4 separate regions of the Mus musculus genome follow, and regions 2, 3 and 4 are each linked to region 1. A link is a contact called in public promoter capture Hi-C data. All regions are on one chromosome and are shown on one strand. Each heading gives the region's core, a stretch centred on a gene start, on an enhancer-like site or on the middle of the called end of the contact. The rest is flanking DNA. Distances are from core to core; before and after follow the strand shown. Region 1 holds the start of Gopc (golgi associated PDZ and coiled-coil motif containing). Region 2 holds the start of Ascc3 (activating signal cointegrator 1 complex subunit 3). Region 3 holds the start of Asf1a (anti-silencing function 1A histone chaperone). Region 4 holds the start of Mcm9 (minichromosome maintenance 9 homologous recombination repair factor).

The links. Promoter capture Hi-C pulls out the DNA fragments that hold promoters and counts their contacts. Capture Hi-C pulls out chosen DNA fragments and counts their contacts.
Region 2: a contact with region 1 is called in a promoter capture Hi-C map of pre-B cells. The contact joins the promoter of Ascc3 here to the promoter of Gopc in region 1. A contact is called at or near these places in 7 of 39 promoter capture datasets (3T3-L1-derived adipocytes, the HPC-7 cell line, hippocampal neurons and 3 more), 7 of 484 Hi-C or Micro-C datasets (CD4 T cells, CD8 T cells, LSK cells and 3 more), 3 of 115 datasets of contacts at active chromatin or transcription factors (astrocytes, large pre-B cells and pro-B cells) and 2 of 9 other capture datasets (adipose tissue and liver).
Region 3: a promoter capture Hi-C map of liver shows a contact between it and region 1, with 4 times the contacts expected there. The contact joins the promoter of Asf1a here to the promoter of Gopc in region 1. A contact is called at or near these places in 3 of 39 promoter capture datasets (hippocampal neurons, liver and pre-B cells), 4 of 484 Hi-C or Micro-C datasets (B cells, CD4 T cells and embryonic stem cells), 5 of 115 datasets of contacts at active chromatin or transcription factors (the NIH/3T3 cell line, embryonic forebrain, forebrain and 2 more) and 2 of 9 other capture datasets (adipose tissue and liver).
Region 4: a contact with region 1 is called in a promoter capture Hi-C map of liver, with 6 times the contacts expected there. The contact joins the promoter of Mcm9 here to the promoter of Gopc in region 1. A contact is called at or near these places in 2 of 39 promoter capture datasets (hippocampal neurons and pre-B cells), 1 of 484 Hi-C or Micro-C datasets (CD4 T cells), 2 of 115 datasets of contacts at active chromatin or transcription factors (astrocytes and thymic regulatory T cells) and 2 of 9 other capture datasets (adipose tissue and liver).

The regions. Positions count from the first base shown.
Region 1 is chr10:52,380,385-52,383,456 of GRCm38.p6, reverse strand. It overlaps Gopc (golgi associated PDZ and coiled-coil motif containing), which reads left to right and starts at 1,333. Exons shown (of 9, transcript NM_001199272.1): 1 at 1,333-1,846. The coding sequence starts at 1,559.
Region 2 is chr10:50,591,238-50,594,244 of GRCm38.p6, reverse strand. It overlaps Ascc3 (activating signal cointegrator 1 complex subunit 3), which reads right to left and starts at 1,576. Exons shown (of 42, transcript NM_198007.2): 1 at 1,348-1,576.
Region 3 is chr10:53,595,555-53,598,375 of GRCm38.p6, reverse strand. Asf1a (anti-silencing function 1A histone chaperone) reads right to left here and starts at 1,415. Exons shown (of 4, transcript NM_025541.3): 1 at 1,078-1,415. The coding sequence starts at 1,186. All of the region lies in intron 7 of Mcm9 (minichromosome maintenance 9 homologous recombination repair factor), which reads left to right.
Region 4 is chr10:53,628,528-53,631,322 of GRCm38.p6, reverse strand. Mcm9 (minichromosome maintenance 9 homologous recombination repair factor) reads left to right here and starts at 1,366. Exons shown (of 13, transcript NM_027830.3): 1 at 1,366-1,599.

The DNA of each region.
Region 1 (3,072 bases), core at 84-2,583:
AAGGGAAGAGTTGCATGGTTAGTTTTACTTGTCTAAGTTTGCTGAAGTCATAATAGCTTTTGCTTGATGGTAAGCAGTCATGCATTGGAGTAACCAGAGTGCAAACTAAATCTGTTATTTCTTAATTCTTATTGGTACTGCTTTGATGAGAGGCACACAATGCCATGCAGACTTTGGTTGATGATTTATTAGAAAGGTCCGTCCCAAGAACAACTTCCGAAAGATTATGGACTAATTTTCCACATACTCCCGTAGGCGAGTCAGGAAGCACAATTCCTACCTGCCTACTCTAATTAGTCTGGCTTCTCCTTTCCCTTCCGGACAGTCTACTGTTGGTTTAGACAGGGGTGGAGTTGGAGAAGTGGAAGAGATGAGAGGCAGGACACAAAGAAAGCTCTTGATAAATGCTCTCAAATGCACGCAACACTGGAATTAAAAGTCGTGAGAGCCTCACTGTCTTACTAGTTCGGCTTGGATGAGGTCGTTTCATTAGATTTTATGTCCTCAGTGCCTCAATCGGGATATGTATTCAATGTTTATGAACATATGAAAATAACATGGGAACGAGCACAATACTAGTTTATAAGATGATTACAGCATCCCAAGTGGTTGCTTTAGAAATATACGATCTGTGATGCAGTAAGATGAGTGCTATGTACCAAGTGATAACACTTTCACTTTACCTTAATTGCCAAGTGAAGTAAACTTTGGAAACCTTGTTACCCAAGCAAGGTAACACCACTGAGGTGGGGCAGCTAGTATGTAATAATACATTGGCCTAGAACCCCAGCTTGTCAATCATAGAAGGAGGAACCATTGATTCAACAAAACTTGCTCAGTAGCTTCCATAGGCAGCTTCTGGCTGGAATGCACCGTCAGGTTTAGCAACATTAGCCAGTGTCCCCACCCTCCCGCCCTAAGAGCTGGAAATCGGAAGAGAAAACGTGGCTATTGCGCATGCACACACGGCCCTCCCCGCTCCCACCCGAGCCCCTTGACACCCCAGTAGCAACTTTGCTAGACGTCTGTGGACCGGTTCCAGGCCCACTGTGAAGCCAAACTGGCGGAAGCCGGTCCCCTCTGCGACGTGGAATCTTTCCCTTCCCTTCCTCCGGTCTTCCCCACTTGCAAGGGGCCACCTCAACCCTTTGCTTCTCAGGGTTTTGCCGGTCGTCAAAATGGTCGCAGACAGGCTTGTGGAGGCGAAGGCTTTTCATTGGCTAAGCTCTCGTACGGCCCCGCCCACTTTCTCCCTCTGGGCTGCGCCTGCTCTGGGCTCCGCTACGCACGCGCGGCGGGGGCGGGCCGGCTTGCGGGCGGGGCGGGTCTTCCGTGTCGCTGTCGCTGCTTCAGCCCCGCTTCCTTTGCTGCTCTGGAGCTGCGCTGCCGGCGTTGGCGGCGCGAGGGAAGGGAGGGGACCGGCGGGTGTGTGTCTGTGTGTGTGTGCGTGTGTGTCTGTGTGTGCGCGCGCGCGGGGGGCGCCGCGGTGCTAGCAGTTCCCCTCGCGCGGGGCGGGCGGCCAGAGTGAGCAGCAGTCGGCGAGGCCCTGGACGGCGCCATGTCGGCGGGTGGCCCATGCCCGGCGGGAGCCGGCGGCGGCCCAGGGGGCTCCTCCTGCCCTGTGGGGGTCTCCCCTGGCGGGGTGTCCATGTTCCGATGGCTTGAGGTGCTGGAGAAGGAGTTCGACAAGGCCTTCGTGGATGTGGATCTGCTTTTGGGCGAGATCGATCCGGACCAGGCGGACATCACTTATGAGGGGCGTCAGAAGATGACCAGCCTTAGCTCCTGCTTTGCGCAGCTATGCCACAAAGCCCAGACTGTGTCCCAGATCAACCACAAGCTTGAGGTGAGCCTCGGGGGCTGGCAGCAATAGCATTCAACCCCAGGCTGTCCGAGGTCGTTAGATCCCATTTAAAGCACTAGGAAAATGATCCTTAAAAACCTACCCACTGGACACCTCAGCTTCGAATGCGATGGAGAGTGCGTTTTATACGTGAGTGAAGCAAAGGAGTGCGGAGCGGGTGGGGGAGGAAAAGGATGCAGACTGATGTGTGGGTCTCCAGACGTCCTGTCATCCACCTCCCAGCATCTCATGCGGTGGGGACAGGAGCTAATCACACTACCTGCCTTGTAGGTGTTATTACCAAGATCTTCTGTCGGGGAATACCTCAACTCTCCTCTTCTGCTTTGATAATGACAAGCTAGATGATGTATTTTCAGACAGATGCAGCTCTGATTATTTTCATCCAATAGCCCAGATCAACGTCCGTGTCTGTACACAGAGACATGCATGAACTTAGGGGAATCCGATCAAAGCTCTTGGGGAAATGTAATGGAATATATATGTTCCTATCTACCTTCTCAGTTTACATTCACACTTGGCAGATATTACGGGCAGCTATGTCTTTAGAGCTGTCAATATTCAAATAACTTCTAGTATTGAGTGAGATGGTATGTCTTTGTATTTTACAGTATTTTCCCTAATTTCAGACCTTTGAGACTATGTAAAGACAATCCTTTGCTTAGGTCTCTAATCAGAGCAAGGGGAGTGTGATTGCAAACAGGAATTCCAAACCTCCCATTTTGTGTGGAAAATTCAACTAGGCCAGTATTACAAGATTTAGAAATTATGGTGTACTAACATTATATGGGAAACCTTTTAAAAATAGACAATTTCAGTAGAGAGTAGCTCTTTGATTTTAAAAAGGATTAAAAAAAAAGAGAGATACTTTGTTATGTGTGAAGTTCTTTGTGCCTTAGCTTTCTTAAGAGCTCCTCTTTACTGTTAACTGTAATAATGATAGGGCCTGTTGTGTACAGATTCATGTGTATGCTAGATTGGTTTCCTGTCCTTGCTTAGTGCTCAACAGTCTTTCATATTAGTTAGCCATGAAAAACATTTGCCACTAATATTTGATTAGCATCTTACATATTCAGGATGCTATGGTTTCTTTTTGGAAAGAGTGGGATGAAAGTACTTATGTAAAAGCATTAAGTGTAGATAAGGCTGTCTCTTGATTTTTTTTTTTTTTCTCCAATGAATGGTAATTCCTAAAGCTGAGTTTTCAGGTA
Region 2 (3,007 bases), core at 327-2,826, 1.8 Mb after region 1:
TCTATATCCTATGCCAGACATGAGGTATCAATACAACCAATGTAAATACTAGAAAAAAATGAAAACGCTTCCAGCCAGAAATTTGTTTCCAATTATTAATTTAAACATCCCTTCTAAAAGAGTGTTTGCTAGTTAACTATACAAAGTTCTGTGAGAACAGGGACTTTCTATGTCCTACACCTCCCACAGTGCTAGGGAATGAATGAAGAGTGAACAAATGAATGAATTAATGAATGAACCAAGTTTTTTAGAAAAAATTATTCAACAAGGATCAAGAAAACTAAGTCTTGCAAAATTAATTCACTCATGTAAATAACACTAAGCTACACTTAACTGACATCTCTATGAATATTTTAATGCAACACAGTATTATCTTTGTGGATGGCTTACTTATGCAGTGGGTTTCATAGAATAAAGTAATCCTTTTTTTTTTTTAGGTTTTTTTTTTTTTTTTTTTTTGAGGCAGTGTAGCCCTGGCTGTCCTAGACCAGGCTGGCCTCGAACTCAGAAATCCGCCTGCCTCTGCCTCCCAAGTGCTGGGATTAAAGGCGTGCGCCATCACGCCCGGCGCAACACCAGTATTATAATCGTCATGACGTGAAAAACTAAATACAAAACATGAGCTAGAGCACGTCCAGCCTAGACTCAGAAGCGGAATTTGAGAACAATCAAACTCAGAAAACAAACGTTTCAGCTTATGAATCTGAAAAGGGGGTAGATATAGTTGACTGTTCTAATTTTTATCCAGGAACAACAACAACAACAACAACAACAACAACAACAAAAACCACACCACAGGTAGCAATTAGACTGCACTTGTGATGCATATCAAACTCAGTAGACTGAACTTCTTTCTTTTAAAGGTAAAGGAAATTACAGCATCCTACCAAGAACCACTTCATCTACCCCCTTAGCATAGACACTTCTTTATTTAAAAAAAAAAAAAAATACATTCTAGAGTCCTCCGATTGTTAAATTCACCCACTGCCCTGAACTCCAGGACCCAAAGCACTCGCTCCTCTGTGTTGTGGGGGAAACCCAACCCAACAGATGTAGGCGAAGAACGACGTTGCTAGGAATGTGTAATATAAATAAGGGGAGAGGGAGGAGAAAAACAGGTTAAGCCTAGAACAGAAAATTTTTCATCTTGTGGCCATTCTGTCCTTACACGTGGGCAATCGCGCTGGAGTTTTCACCCCAACCCCCACCTACAAACTTAGGTGAGCCGGGACGCCCAGCCGAGGGATGACAGCTCGGTCCACCCGCGCTCTTCCGGACTCTGAGACCAGCCCCGCCCCGCCGCACACTCGGGCTCCGCCACCCGCGCCCTCCCTCTCCCTAGCTCACCTCAGCCCCGCCGCCACGCGCGCCTCCGGCCTCCTGGAGGTTTGCTTCCTCTTCTCACTCCGGCGGAGCGGAGCGGAGGGCTGCGCCCCGACCTCCTCCGCAGCACACGCGGGCCGGCGGGGGTCGCTCGCTGTCACGCCTTAGCGCGCGAGGGCTGCCCAGCTGGCACTGACCCACAAACCCACACACCCGCGCCGAGCGACGGAGGGGCGGGGCGGGCGCCGGCCATACGTCACCGACCGCGACGCCAACGTCGCCACGTCAGCACCCGGCCGCCCTCGGCCCCGCCCATGCGGGGGTTGGCGTCGGGTGGCGTACACGCTAGCAAGTTTCAGCTCAGTTTTAGTGGTCCGACTCTTGGTTCCCTCCGGCCGACTCCCTAATCCCCGCTTGGTTCTGATAATGGCACCGAGTAATTAATTCCTATTGAAGGCAGAAACCAGTGAGTCACAGTCCCGTGGTTACTAGATGGTTCCGCCCACCTGCTCTAGGCTCAAGTTTCGATTTCCCTGAGTTTCATTATTCTCCACTTTGTACTTCTGAAGTTGTTTCTGACCTTCGAAACAAAACATCTGACGATAGCCTGGTGCGACTGGCAAATTTAGAAAAGCTAGCCTAAAAAAACTGCATTGTTGTTAAGTTTGAACTGATGAGCGAGGATACAGATGTGGTATGCATTGTCATCCTACCCTTTCAGCCCATTCTTCCCGAGACAGTTGTCCTAAAACTCACCAGAACCCTGTTTTATAGAAGCAGCATTGGTTGAATAATAAACATAACTTGCCAAACCCACTGGAAGTTCTGTATACCAGACTGAGGTAAGAAGACCTCAATAGCGATAGAAGCATTTCAGAAATTAAAATGAGATAACGCAGATGAAAAGAATCATGAAGTATTAATGAAACTTGGTAAGATTCACTAAGAGGAAAAGTTACTGGACTGTCAGCAATATGAAAGACCCATCTGGTGATAAAGGTTTGTCTGGTATGACCTGAACTTTATGAGGAAAACAAACAAAAACCCTTCACATTCTGAGAGTCCCTTCTAATACAATCCAAGGAACTAAATGCACTGTAGAAGCAATATATGACCATCACAGTCTCTACATTTCTCTAAGTTCCCAGTCTCTACATTTTCTAAGTAGATGCTGAATGCTTACATAATAGGGATTTGGGGGGAGGGAGACGCATTTTAGGAGAATTACTGGCTGGTTTTGCTAAAAGTTAGTCCAGTCGCATGTAGCCTTTCAAGCGTTTACAGTCTAACTCATTTTATCACCAAACTACAACTGGTGATCCCAAAGACTCTTGGTCTCACTAGAGAAAGAATTCTAGGAGAGATACAGAAGAGACTTAAGCAAAAGCAAATTCATTATAGTAAAAAAGCAGAGGCAGATATTCCCAAGTGGGAAGGCCACCTGAGAATCCAAGCAGAGGTGATGTGAGTGGCATAGAAATATTTTGCTAATCTGAGATACATAATTGTGGAATTTTCAGAAACAGAGAGAGCATTTCCATGAAGCAGGCAGGGAAGGAAGAGGGGTTTGATCAAACATAGAATTATAGTACCAAGATTGCAATTTTGGAACAGCATGTATGTTAAAAACCGCAACTATAAATAAGATGCTAATTAATTTCCAGCTGAACTTTTGGGTCTCAGA
Region 3 (2,821 bases), core at 166-2,665, 1.2 Mb before region 1:
TATAATTAAAGTTAACATTCTACATGAAGTACATTGAAGAGATTATAAACTTTTAAATTAAAAGAGAAATTCTTTTCGTCATGATTAGGATAATACAAGGCATTTTGTCGAAATACTTTCAAGTCCCAAGATGTCCTCCTAGTTAACTAAAATTTAACACCAATGAAGTTAAACTTTTTGTTTCAAATGTTGAAAATGAAGCATTGATTTTAATAAAATCTAAGAAAAGCGTTAAGAAGCCATATTTTAGCTTTCTAAGTTCTGTATTACCTCACTATTTCGCATTTTTTAAACCGTAAAATGTACTTCAGAAAGGATTTTGCCTTCTATCTCCCAGCTAACGTTTGCATTTTCTCCATCTGCTTGGACGTGGAGTTATTTTAATTGCTTCTTCTTCACACGTTCTGGAGAAAGTCTTTCAGACTTTCTAAACGCCAGAGAAGTGCCTGGAATTGGTTAAGCACCCTGCTTCTGCTCTAGGGTGCCATGGAACTTCCCAGCCCCTCACCATTTCTCTCCGAGAGGTCTCTGTCCCCGGGGAGAGGCGGCGCACAGCATCCCGGGCGCCCGCGGAGAGCACGGCCGCCCCCCGGGAGCCAGGCGCCGAGGGGCCGAGCCCAGCGCCCGCCTTCCGCGCTGGTTGGTGGAGGGAGCCGGAGAGCGGCGCGAGGACAGCCTCGGCGGGGCTCGGGCGGGAAGGCGCGGGCCCGCTCGCCCCCGGCGGTCCGGAGCAGGCGTCGTGCCGCCGGGTAAGATGGCTCCGCTTCCCACCGGCCCAGCTTGCTCCCCACCGGGCCGTGGGGCCCTGGGGCCGCCGAGGCCGCACGACCCCCCGCCAGCGCCGCGCGAGCCGGGGGCCGCCGAGCGCCGCCCGCCGCAGACAAAGCTGACAACATGGCTCCCTCCGCCCGGCAAGTTGCTCGCAAGTTGCGGCGCGGCCGGCGTCCCTCAACTTCAAGTTTCCCTCGCATGGCCGCCCTCCCGCCGGCCGCCGGCCGCGGCCCACCCCGCGCGAGGCCGGGCCGGGAAACTTTAACGTCCGCCGCCGCAACTGACAGCCCGGCGCCACTCGCTCACCTTCAGACAGGTCCTCGATGCACTCGAAGGTGATCTCGAACTGGAACGGGTTGTAGAAAGGCGACGGGTTATCCAGCACCACTACATTGTTCACCTGAACCTTTGCCATATTTTGAAGAAAACACAAACAATGGGGCCGGGGCTGGCGGCACCACCGAGTCCCGCGCGCGGCCGCTCCGAGAGCGCAGACCCCCGCCCCGGCGCGGCGCGGCCCGACGTCGTGCAGCTGCGACTTGAGAAACTTTTTTTTCCTTTTTATTTACACGGCGGCACTCCACGGTGTTTTGCAGCTTTCCTATTTCACTAAACTACAGCCCATTCTGCCCTGATAACTAGCAGCGTTGCCCGCGATTGGCTGCCCCCGAGCTCTGACCCTCCTCCTCCAGCGAGGGCCGCGGCGGCGAGCAAGATGGGCTCCCGCTCGCAGAACGGACGGGAAACTTTCACTGCGGCTCCACCTGCTGGTGCGGACCAGGACAAAGGCGCAGAACAAAGTGAGTGGAATAGGGGCTGGGAGGCCCGCGCGGAGGCCGCCGGCGGCGGGGGAGGGGCGACGCAGGCCCCGCCCCCGCCCGGCGGGGCCGCGCCACACGTCGGGCGTGGCCGCGGCGGGACGGAGGGGGCGGGACCCGTGGGGTGGGCGGGGCCGGCGGTGGAAGCAGGAGGGCGCGAGGCGGCCCCGTGTGTGTGCGCAGCATGGGCCTTGGGGTTTTTCGGGTTTTCTTCCAGCCTTTAACGCTTCCCCCACCAGTGCCGGCGGCTTTGCTGGCTCTGCTGGATTTAGCAGATAAGGTGTGCTTTGCAGCCCTTGTCAGGCCCAACTAGCTGTCTGTGCTTCTCGCAATCGTAATGGTAGAGAATAGGGAGAAGGGCTGGTTGCAGTGGGAATAAATTGCATTTTTATAGCCCATGTCAGCTCGAAAGGAGCAAGCCATTTTGGAATTCAAGTTCTTGGCCACGACAGTGCGGTGAAATAGATACAAAATGAGGGCGGGGTGATTTTACACACACACACGCAGGCTAGAAAAAAAATATGCGATCTTCAGCTGCATGTTGGATTTCTTCCCATTTAATAACTGAAAAGATGTAAAACAAAACAAAAAAAAAGAAATAAAAGGGGGAAAACGTGATCAGTTACAGCGAGGCTTCTGTTGTTGGGGGGGCACAGAGAAAGAAGTCAAAAGTCGAGAAAATGGAAGTGTCTGAAGGCCAAAGGACAACAAATGTATTTTTGGTGGAATATGAGAAAGGAGAAAGCACAGATAACATGCCATTTGCTCTTCAAGGCATTTATAACAAACATTCATAAGTGAAAAAGTGCAGCACACCAATTCTGAGGAGACCTTCCATGCCTGTGACGCCTGTGAGACCATTTCAAGGCTGACTGGAGGAAAAGTTGCTTGTTTATGGTACTTAGCCACTGTGGGTAGACTAGGAAACAGGAAACGGAAACCTAACACCTTTGTGAATGTGAACTGATTCTTTTTACTGTGGAGGTGTTACTCATAAACCATTGGGTTCTTTTCTTTTTCCTTATAAATGAAACTACTAAACTATTCAATAAAATCCGGAGTGAAAATTATGTCTTAGTATTAATCTGCAAGTGAAGTTTCTGCTAGTGTGCAGAATTTAATTAATCTTCCTTGGACAGGTTGAGACTCAACTGGATTGCTGTGGATGATCTGTCCTTGTCCGAAGACCTTTAGTTATCATGAAGCAGGGCCTTCCATGTTTAAGGAGATTA
Region 4 (2,795 bases), core at 117-2,616, 1.2 Mb before region 1:
CAGTTTCTCCCCTTCCGTGGTCCAATGTACTAATAGTGCTCCAATGTGTGAAGTTTTTATAGGGACATAAAATCATTAAGATTGAACCAATGTATCATACAGGTGTACTGCTTAATTTCAAATGTCAACTTGCCTTAACCAAGAATTACCTCAGAAAAGAGATTTTTTTTTTTTTTGCTTGTTTGTTTTGTTTTGTTGAAATGTATCTGGCTGTCCTGGAACTCACTTTGTAGATCAGGCTGGCCTTAAACTCACTGAGATCAACCTGCCAGAATTAAAGGCCTTTGCCACCATGCCTAGCTGAGAAGGGAGTCTGAATTAAGGAACTGCCTGTATCAGATTGACCAGTAGGAATGTCTTTGAGACATTGTATCCTTAACTGATGTAAAAAGAGGGCCTGGCCCTAGGAAGTAACACCCTTAGGCTCTAATGTAGAAAGTCTTCAGGAACAATTTGAAGTTCAGAAAAACACTTATTAGTTGAGCTAGGGACATTTTGAGATCAGGGAACATGAACGGTGGCAGCACGTGCTGACATGACTCTCTTGCTGAAGCTGAGTTGGGGTCAAGATAATGAATTTCTTTTTTGTTTTTGTTTTTTCGAGACAGGGTTTCTCTGTGTAGCCCTGGCTGTCCTGGAACTCACTCTGTAGACCAGGCTGGCCTCGAACTCAGAAATCTGCCTGCCTCTGCCTCCCAAGTGCTGGGATTAAAGGCGTGCACCACCACGCCCGGCCAGATAATGAATTTTTTATATCCAATTTTGCCCTCAGCTGCCTGATTTGATTTAATAAAAATTGCTGATAGGTAGATGTGCAGTCAGAGGATTTAAAGTAGAAGTGACTTCACAAAACCGTAACACCACTTATAAAATTTAGCTCGAAATGGATCAGAGAACTACACGAAATGGAAAATATTGTGACGTGGAAGTAGGCAGATTCCTTAAATACATCGCCAACCCAAAAAAAAAAAAAAAACAAAAACAAAAAAAAAACAACAAAATCACTTGTGTTCTAAGATATCTGAAGGTGCAAACCAAAGTCGAGTCCCAGATCGCCCACATCCCGCCCTAATACGTCACCAGGGTTCCCCTTCTCTCCGCCCTAGTCTCCACCCCGCGTTCGCCCATCACCAATCCGCGGAATTCCTGCCAGCCTGAATTATCCACTTCACCCTAAACCCGCCCTCGAAGCCGGTGTCCCGCTCAAACCCCGCCCCATGCCTCCGAGACCCGCCCCTCAGACGTCTTGTCCGGCCCAAACCCCGCCTCCAGCTCCCCGAGTCCCGCCTCTCTCCCTGCTCCCGCCTCCCGCTCGCAGACTCCAGCGTCCGTCCTGGCGCGCGCCCGCCTGCGTCCGCACCCGGAAGAAGCCCCAGCGGCCGGAAAGTTGAGGCAGTGCGCGGCTCGGGGTCCGCGGGAAGCTCAAGTCCTTCAGAGGCCGAGCGAGAGCAGCGCGAAGAAGCCTGCGCGCCCCCGCGCAAGGCGGCCCCCTCGAGCGGCCGCGCGCACGCCCCGCCCCCTCCAACGCCGCGCGGGTCGGGCTGGGGCGACCACGGCCGCAGCGCGGTCCCGGCGACCAAGACAGTGCGTGTTGAGCCCGTAAGTGACCACCGCAGCGTGAGGTCCCGGGGGATCGTTTCCCTCCCGTGGTTAGCGTCAGGTCTCGTCCGCATCCTTTAATTTCTAAACTCCCCGCAGGGCTGGGAGGCCACAGCCAACCACCTGTGGATTAGAAGCGAATTTCCAAATGCTTTCCAAAGCATCCCTCCGCTAGGCTCTCGCTCGCCAGGCGGCCTGGAGGCGCGCAATGAGCGCGCACCCGCGAATGGCGCGCAACGCGGGATTGAGACGCGCGGGGCGTGGCCACAGCTCCCGAGGGGCGGGGCTACGCGAGCCTAGGTGAGGGACAAGGCTCTATCCCCAAACTGCTCTTTTTGGCGCCACCTTGCAGTGGATAGTATGAAATAAAGCAAAGCCATTTTATTTGTTTGGATGCCAGAGGCAAGAGGAGAGAGAATTTGATAGTTGTACAACCATCGTCCCCCCTCCCCTAGACAGTAAATGGCTTAAGTTTGTAACGGGATGCCTGAGTTTATAGGTTGATAAACTTGTCTAATTGCACGGATGTTGGAAAAAAAAAAAAAGAAGAAGAAAGCTGTGTTTAAAAAATATCGGTCTGTTTAACACTGTAATTTACCGGTTTAACTAGGCAAACATTTAACCTGCCCCTGTTAGGAACTTAAAATTCTTTGCCCGCCCTCTTTCTGCGCTGTTGGAGTTGGGTATGTTGTTAATTGTTGTTTCGGATTTCTGCTCTACATTCACTTTGTATTTGTAAAATCGTAAAGATATTCCTTTGGTCACTCTTGAGGGTAGTGCTGTGATTTTTTTTTCCCAGCTAAGATCCACATCATGAAATACTATGATCCCTTTCCCAAATAATCTCTTTTTTTACTCTTGGCTGATTGATTATGCTATTACCTAACCAAAACCAAGTCGCTTAGTATTTTAGTGTTGGCTTACTTTGACTGATTCTCTGAAAAATACTCTCTTAATCTCATACCAGCCTCCTGTACTTGTCAGTGTTCTTGGCTTAAGTGTGATGCAACTTTATACTTTATACCTCCCAGCTGAGCAGGTGTTCAGAGAGGGCAGAATCAGTAGCCAGTGTGATCCACCTCAGGGATGCCAAACTGAACTTTAACTGAACTATATCTAGTCTTCTTTAGTCATAGTATTTATAGAGGATGATATATGTTACATAAATAAAATAAGTCCAATATAAACCACACCTT